Linked DNA regions of Hordeum vulgare: region 2 is linked to region 1. A link is a contact called in public Hi-C data. All regions are on one chromosome and are shown on one strand. The core of a region is the stretch at or near the end of the contact, and the rest is flanking DNA. Distances in the headings are between cores, read along the strand shown.

What was found. Hi-C and Micro-C count contacts between places; a contact is called where the count stands out from the background.
Region 2: a Hi-C map of leaf shows a contact between it and region 1, with 2.4 times the contacts expected there. The contact joins the promoter of LOC123449136 here to the promoter of LOC123449131 in region 1. A contact is called at or near these places in 3 of 6 Hi-C or Micro-C datasets (leaf and seedling) and 1 of 1 datasets of contacts at active chromatin or transcription factors (embryo).

What each region holds. Positions count from the first base shown.
Region 1 is chr4H:496,872,758-496,877,201 of MorexV3_pseudomolecules_assembly, forward strand. LOC123449131 (type II inositol polyphosphate 5-phosphatase 15-like) reads right to left here and starts at 1,762. Exons shown (of 11, transcript XM_045126228.1): 1 at 881-1,762. The coding sequence starts at 1,712.
Region 2 is chr4H:497,732,146-497,736,589 of MorexV3_pseudomolecules_assembly, forward strand. It overlaps LOC123449136 (protein MOS2-like), which reads left to right and starts at 1,755. Exons shown (of 2, transcript XM_045126234.1): 1 at 1,755-3,295. The coding sequence starts at 1,869. The coding sequence ends at 3,239.

The DNA of each region.
Region 1 (4,444 bases), core at 512-3,011:
GCTCGACATCTGGCCCCTATTTGCTCTTGTTATTGCCTATGTAAATTAATAATGGAGCAAGTAGCTACTTCTCTGCATATTCTTGTCTCGACCTTGCTTCCATGTTGAATTTCGTAATCAGACCGTGATACCTCGTGGGAATACAAGTTGCATATTCCTGACAGGAGTGATGTGTTGGAGGCTGGTTGCAGTGGCGTGCAACGCACAGATCCATGGGGTTGATGATAAAAGTATGAGCTCGAGGCAGATCATGTTGAAGTGGCGGTTGGTCGTGATGTGGGTCAGAGGATAACGGCATCAACACAGGGAGGGCATGGGTTTGGACTTGGATCCATGGGTCTTAGTAGTCTGCCCTCACAGATTAGTAACGCTGGGTGCTTCCTGATTCATGCAAATTTTAAGTGGGAGCGCGTAGAAACACTTGTTTAAACCAATCAGGTGGACAACTTTATTACATTATACCACATGGAGAGGTCTGCAGTCCTTGTGACTAGATAGCTAGATGTAGATAACTGATTTCACAGGATACATTGCAATGCTCGGACATGGCTTTAAGTCAGATAGCTATTTGTTTCAACATTTCAAGAATTAACTAGAACGTTTCAGGTAAAAAATAAATTGGGCATCATAGACACTACTATTTTCTACGATAAATTTAAGCTATTCAGCGTCCCTTCTATGTTGATATAAATTAGTAAATTGTGCGTTCCTGCTGATATTTTTTACTTCCTTGAATAGATATGTGTCAGCCACTTGTTTACAGATGGTGGTAGTGTAGGCATGAATGTCATTAACCACGGTGATCAATTGCAATGTAGTATGTCACAAGGTTGCATGAAGATCATACTGACTGACATGAAACTGAGCCAAGGGGAATTACCATATGGAGAGATGACCATTGCAAATACCGGTCCAGGGTGTGCATCCCACCCAATGCACTCCCCGGCCTCCGGACTTGGGTCAGCACCCCAACACATGATCCGCCCGTTGGTGTGCCCGCTCCACACCAAACCGCGGCCGGGATCAACCACGAGGCAGAGTGCAGGCGGTGTCTTGCGCGACTCCCGAAAGGGCGCGCTGGCCTCGTCTCCCCACCGCCGCGGAGACGTGGGTGATCGGAAGGCATCCGCGAGGTCCCAAACCCTGACGCCGGCCTCGCCCGCCGCCCAGAGGTGAGTGGAGGTCCCGGCACCGGGAGCAGCGCAGCAGGCGAGAGCAGAGAGGGCGATGCCAGACTGTGACTCCCTCGGTGGCCTCGGGCGCAGCTCCAGCGGGGGCGGGCGGTCAGCGCGCACGGCGGCGCGAGGGGGCGGGCGGTGGACGCGGGATTGGGATGCCGACGCGGCGAACTCCGAGAGCGAGTTGGAATGGTGGGGGCCCGGGGGCGGAGGGCAGACGTCCGCTGCCGCGGGGCGAGAAGCGGCCGAGAAGGCCGGGAGGGAGTGGCTGGGGTGGATGGGCTGAGGGGCAACAGCGCGGTGGAGGGAATCGGAGAAGGAAGCGGAGGCGGATGCAGCAGGGATGGAGGTGACCGGGAGGGATGCTGAGCGGAAAGCCGATGGATGGGGCGGGGAGGTGGAAGGGATGGGATCAGGGGCTGGCGGAGGTGTAGGGGGCGAGATGGAGGCGGAGAGGAAGAAATCATCGGGGACATCGTCCCACGGGGAGGAGACGACGGCGGCGGGTGTCGCGGTATCGCCGGGATCCGCCATTGCGGAGATCGGGGGTGACAGGCTGACCAGTAGGTGAGGTAGAAAGGACTTGCGCGGACGCGGCTTGACTGCTCCCCCCGCCGCGCGGGGGCCACCCTGGACGTGCTCCCATGTCCCATCGGTGCTCCCGCCCGCTCATTCTTCATCCCACGGTTCTCATCCCACGTCTTTTTTCCCAGCCAAAAGAAAAACACACGAAGAAAAAAACATTGCTAGCATAGCACCTTTTGAATTTATTTTGACCGCATAACCTGCAATTTCCAACATTGGCATCAAGAGCTAGGTCATGCAGTCATCAGGTTCAATCAATCCGATGTGCAACTATGTCAACATGGTTCATTGGAAACTCTAGTCCTCTCCATGTACTGGGCTGCTTCGAATTCTTCTTGTGTCGTCGGTTTCCTGTGAGTCCAATGTGAACCATGTCGTATGGTGGGCTTATTTGGTTTAATCATTGTCGTCGTTTTGTAGGACTGCTCTACTGAACTTCTCTCTCTTTAGAAAAAGGAAACTTCTCAAACCTTCCTTTACACTAAGAAATGAGAACACAACTCAGAACCCACCTTCTCACAAGAAGGTTGTCGGTTTCTAAGGACCACACATTGGGTTGTCGACTACAAACCTTTATGAGTTCGGACAGGGATGGACGCGTCTAGCTTCATAAGTCATGGACGATCGAAAGAGGAAAAATAAAGAGTAGAACGTGTCGGAGTACCGAGGTTGAGGTCACCGTGTTGGTGTAATACCCTACTCATTCTTTGCGTTTGATATTTCAAAGATCCTCCTAACAATGTATCGTGGTTCCCTCACATTTATACTATTCTCACCTCTCCCCTCTCTCCGCGGCCATCGTCATGTTCCCGCTTCACAGAGAGAGAGAGAGGGGGGGGAGAGAGAGAGACCATGGTGGCAAAGGCAGACTCGCCTCTTTCCGTGATGGCCAAAGGGGGCACCCTTTTAACCATCCCATGTACCATGTTATAGGACAGCCCTCTAGCATGCTCGTGCGGGTCCTTCAACCATAGTGTGGATGATATGAGAGCACAGAGCGTCATCATGCAGCCTTGAGTCAGGCCTTATCACAACACTAGCTTCATTTGTCTTCTGATGTGGCCTTCGTCCGAACTCCACACAAGACACTTTTTCAATAACCCACCTCTTGGTCCCTCAGGGCAGCGAGGGATTTTTGGATGGTATTCCCAGGAACCTCTTCCCGGGAACCGTCTTGTCGTATCGAGCCAGGTGGGGTACCCTTTCAAACGGTTCTTTGCACCTTCCCGGGCGTCACCGTCGGGCCGATAGTTAGACGGACATGAGTACCCTGTAAATAGTTAGTCCGACAAAGGAAAACCTTGTACATTGATCAAATCTTCTTTTCACATCCATAAGACAGGCTATGGGCTATCCGATCATTAAAAAATACGATACCATAGCCCTTTTTCCTTAAAAAGGAAAGAACGTGGAATAGGAAGTTTTTTGTTCCCTTTTTGCATGAGATTATTTTTATGTTTTCGTTGGAATCTCGCATGCGCTCGATCGATTTGTAATGCAGGAAACCAGGATTCTACTGCGACGCATGTACCCACGTCAACTTGTTATTTATATCCCTCGTTGGTACTTTTTTTAAGGACCACACTCCAAACGCGTATTGTCACACACACACTCGTTGTGAAAGGATTGATATAAACCTAAAAATAGATAACTGCAAAATTGATGGGGTCCTATGCCAAGGGTGACCAACGCCGATGAGTCTGGGCTCCTACAAAACACTGGACCCAGCAGGCCCAAGGCAAAGAGGAAACCCTCTAAGGCCAGAATCTTCGTGGTCTCCAAGAAAAGAGGGTGGCGGTGCCTGGATGGCATCTTTGTGTAAAACCTGGACCTCTCCTACCTAAATAAAGGGAGATCTAGGGCATTCATTTGCATATATCCACTGATAGGAGAACTCTCGGTAGCAATCTCATACACCATTGTACCCCCTCGCATGAGGTATCCCTCCACTATAAATCAAAAAACTAGCGAGGCGTAGGGTATTACTCTTCGGAGGCCTGGACATGGATAGACCCCTCGTGTGCCCTCCGTTCCATTAGTTGGCACACCACGCACGGGATGTGCAGGCTAGAGACCAGTCTTTGATCGGATCTTGTTCCGCTTTCGTCGGCCTGCCGCCGAGAGAGAGCTTGGCCTTTGGATGTGATACATCTCCAACATATCTATAATTTTTTATTGTTCCATGATATATTATTATCATTCTAGGATGCTTTTTGGGCATTTATTTACTGATTTCATATTATCTTTGACCACTAACCTATTAACCTAGTGTCAAGTGCCAGTCGTTGTTTTCTGTATGTTTTGGTCTTTTTCAGGTTACCGTACCAAACGGAGTCCAAATACCAAGACACTTTTTGATGATTTTTTCTGGACCAAAAGAAGACCTCGAAGTTTGGGGAGAAGAACGAAGGTTGCACGAGGGCCCCACAAGCCAAGAGGGCGCGTCTAAGGGGGGTGGTCGCGCCCTATTAGCTTATGGGACCCCTTGACTCTCCCCGCCTCCTTCTCTGGCTTGTAAATTCTCATATATTCCAAAAACCCTTGGGAATCTTCCGAAACACTTTTATCCTCTACCACAATTCTCTGTTCCGTCGTGTGCCCATCTGGATCCCTATTCCAGTGCCCTGATGGAGGGGGGATCGGTCATGGAGGACCTCTACATCAACCTTATTGTTCCCATG
Region 2 (4,444 bases), core at 505-3,004, 860 kb after region 1:
GCCGCCAAGACAAAGCTTCTACGAGTCCACAATGGTCAAAGACGCAGGTGCACTCCTCCGCGGGTGTCGTCATCCAAAATATGGCAAATTTGGGGAATGCTCCGGTATGCATGCGACCATTTATCAGCTTGGGACTGGACCTAGAAAGAGGGGCACAGGAATATTGGGTTGGGCCCAGTACTGTACAAGTGTGCTTTATACCTACACCTTTTTCATTTTGTCATGAGCCAAATAGAGTTTACACGTGCGTAACACACAATAGAACAGAAAATGGCCAGACCCATAAATATTACAGAGGTTATCCTGACGTTGGGAACCTTCTACAAGGTTTCTTTTTTTTTTGCCAACCAGTTCTCCCTTGTTTTTTGTTTTATTTTTTTATTTTAAATGTGCGTTTTTCTTCTTCAATTTTTTTTTTCATTTAAAAAAATACGATCTGTTTTCAATAAACATTTTTTCAAATGTGCATTTTGAAAACCAATAAATATTTCTCAAATCCTTTTTTTCAGATTTGAGTTGTTTATTCAAACCATTAAACTTTTTTCTACCAAAATTTCTAACCAACTACATAAAGCAAGCGAGCCATCCAAACAGCACAAGTTTTACTAGTCTGGCCCATGGGAACCCGTGCGTGGCGTGGCGACAATTGTCGCTACTGGTTCTTATTTCACGCGTAGCGACCTACCGCGTACCCACCCCGCGCCCACCCATTCTTGTTTTCCCTAAACCAGTATTTTCTTGTTTCATTTCTAATATTTTTTTCCTTTTGTCCTTTTAATATATTTATTTTTCTTCTTCTCTTTTTCATCTATTATTTATTCTTATTTTTCATTTTTCTTTAATTCCTGACCTTTTTATAAAAACGTGAACTTTTTCATACTCATGAACAACCACTGAATACATGAATATATTTTTTCCATTCTTGGACAATTTTTTAATTCACAAAGAATTTTTCAAATGTAATGAATTATTATGAAATTTGTTAACATTTATTAAAATTTGCAAAAGTAAAATAAATTTTGTGAAATTTTATAAAAGACGAAACTTTTGAATTACTGTTTTTTAATTGGCCACCAGTTTTCGAAATTCATGAATAAATTTTCAAATTCATGAACATCTTTCTAAATCAAGATCATGTTTGAGTTTGCAAAAGAAAAATCAAATTTGAGATTTATTTTTCGAATTCAGGAATATTTATTTAATTTGAGAACATTTTTCAGGTTCGTAATTTTTTTTTGAATCTCATTTTGTAATGAAGCATAAGAAACACAAAATAGAAAAGAAAAACAAAAATAAAAATAAACCTTAAATAGAGAACAGGGGTGCCCACTACGCACATGGGCAGGCCAAAGCGATCGGGCGCCAACTTCAAACGATCACATCGATCGGATTTGCCGTCCAACCCACCATTGATTCGGGTGCCCGCTGTTAGCTTGGTCAGACTTTCTGTAATTTTGTCCATGAGTTTAGGAGATCGAATTTCAAGGCTCACAATTTAATGAAGCACGTTATTAGGTTAGGGATTGATCGTAATGTTTGGTTAGGCATCCCGGTGATCTCTCTTTCGTACCTGTAAACTTTGGTTAGGCATCCCGGTGATCTCTCTTTCGTACCTGTAATGTTTGGTTAGGGATTGACCGTAATGAAGCTTCACGAGATTATTTAAAAAACAAAGCTTGCTGGGCCAAACCCATAAAAATGCAGAAAGCCTTTCAAATGGACCACCGGGGGCCTCAGCCGATACCGAGTCTGAATAGACCGCGAGTCTCAACGTCACCCGAACTCAGTTCGTTCTTTCCTGGAGTATTTTTTTCGTGTTTCTGCGTCCCCCACAGACTCCACACGCTTTCCCCCAAATCGCCGCCGCCATGGAGAAGGAGAAGAAGCTGTCCTTCTCCATCCCTTCCAAGCTAAGGCCGCCCAAGCCGCCCCGCCCAGCCGCCGGCGCCGATTCCTCCGCCGCCAGCGGCGGCTCCGCTTCCGCGGCCGCTGCCCCCGCCCAGCAATTCGTCACCGAGTTCGATCCGTCGCAAACCCTAGCCGCCGGCGCCGGGTCCGCCGTCATCGCGCCCCTCCCCAACTCCGGCCACTTCCTCAACCACCGCTCACGCAGATCCTCCTCCCTCCCGACCCCCGAGGAGGAGGCCGCGCTTGCCGCCTCCACCGCCGGCGGCCCCACGTTCGTGCTCGACACCTCCGAGGCCCCCGACAACCCCTCCTCCCACATAGGCTATGGCCTCACCCGACGCGGCGCCGACGCCGACGCCGACGCTGAGGCCGACGCCACGGAGTCGGGTAAGACGCAGTCTTCCAAGGAAGCAGAGAAGAAGCCCACCTCTCCAGCCAGAGATGGCGGCTCCAGCGGCGACCTTATGCTGCGACGGTACAAGGAAGACATGGCCAGCCTCCCCGACCACCGTGGTATAGACGAGTTCGAGGAGGTGCCTGTGGAGGGCTTTGGTGCTGCCCTCCTTGCTGGTTACGGCTGGTCGGAAGGCAAAGGGATTGGCCGCAATAACAAGGGAGATGCCAAGGTTGTTGAGTATAACCGCCGTGCCGGTACACTGGGATTAGGCTACGACCCTTCTGAGGCAGACCCTAAGAAGACTCGCTCCGGCGACTGGGTTATTGGTGGAAAGAAGGCGACAGAGAATGGTGGAAAGAAGGCGGCAGAGAATGGTGGAAAGAAGGCGACAGAGAATGGAAATGCAAAGAAGAGAGATAGGGACAAGGAAGACAGAGTCCGGGAGAGGGATTCAAGTGCCCGGCAGAAGAGATCTGGTGATCTTAGGGCCGAGAGGGAGGTTCGGGAGAAAGAGAGAAATACTCGGGATAGTCGAGAAGAAAAGAGTAGCCGTGATGTTGGTAACAAAGTGCGCTGGTTACAGAGCAATATTAGAGTTAGAGTGGTTAATGAGAGGTTCAGCAAAAGGTTGTACTTGCAGAAGGCCAAAATTGTCGATGTGGTTGGGCTGACGACATGTGACATAATGATGGATGATGGGTCAGAGCTTGTGCAGGGGGTGGAGCAGGATATGCTCGAAACAGTCCTGCCGCGGACAAACGGGCGAGTGCTTGTGCTCTGTGGGAAGCACAAGGGGGTGTATGGGCATCTGGTAGAGAAGAATTCAGAGGCAGAGACTGCAGTGGTGGAGGATGCGGATACAAAAGACATGGTGCGTGTGAAATATGATCAGATTGCAGAGTACGTTGGGGACCCAGAATTGCTTGGACATTGATTTTTTCTTCTTGAAGAGGGGACATCTGTTTTCCAGGGGCTCTCCTAATGTGCTAGGTAATATCTGTTCCTTGGTAATAACTATCGGTTGCTGCTTGGATGTAAAATCTTGAACACAATGTTAATCGTGTTATTAATATTATTTGTTGCTTGCATGTATAAACCTTCAGCAAACTGTCAGTTTTGCTCTGAATAATTTGTTTTGTTTAAGTCTGCTGCATATTGGTCAAAACCTCATTCTAATTGATGATGTTGGACGGTGATCTTGCATCTCAGAGTGATTTTCTGAATGCGTGCTAAAAAACTCATGAACATCTTGGCGCCTTGATGATGGGGTGACCAATAGTTACTACAATGGGACCCTGCCCTTAAAACTGCAGATGCTACTATGCTCCCAATGTTTGACTTCTCCGTGCAGGGTTAATTTTGTTTTAGAGTTCTCCTGCTACCCACCATAAGAGATGAAAGGTCTGTTTGGAGCCTCTACAGAAAATCTGAACTATAAATCTCAAAGGTGAAGATAAAAGAAATATTAAACTACCAGTTTTTAAGAAAATGGTCTACTAACTTGCTGCCAGGACTGAAAGCCTCCTATTGGACACCTGCCCCTTCGATCTTTAAGTATGTGGCTAAGGGCCTGCCAATTGAGCCCTGGACGTTGGCCTCATGTGGTTGCCTTATTGTGTTTGGTCAAGGCTAACTTTTGCTTTCACTACTATTACGTTCATGGATGACCTTGGCAACTACTCATCAACAATTTGACTAGGTTGTTAGAGGCTTACTTACTGGCTTACCATAATAGTTGCAAGTATTGAGGTCTTAGTGAGGGTGGTTATCAACTAACACTTTGGAAGAACCCAGTATGTTAGTATGTTACATGTTCGATCCTGTGAACCATGAGTATGTTCTATATATATATCAATGTCAATTATATTCTCTTTATATAGATGAAGCTGTCATTATATCGAAATTATCAAAGTACCCCAAAAAATCCATTGTAGGTTAGAAATATTTTGGAAGAGATGTAAACAAGTTACAAAGCTTGATTCTTGATGGGAAGATCAAGAAATAATAGATATTTCTGTTTGTTCAGTGTCATTGAAGAAAGAAATAGTCATCTTGCCTTTTGTGTTTAGGTGTATTTTATATCTATATGGCATAAGGCTTATGTAAATTTACTTATGCAATTCGCCTTCTCTTCTTTGC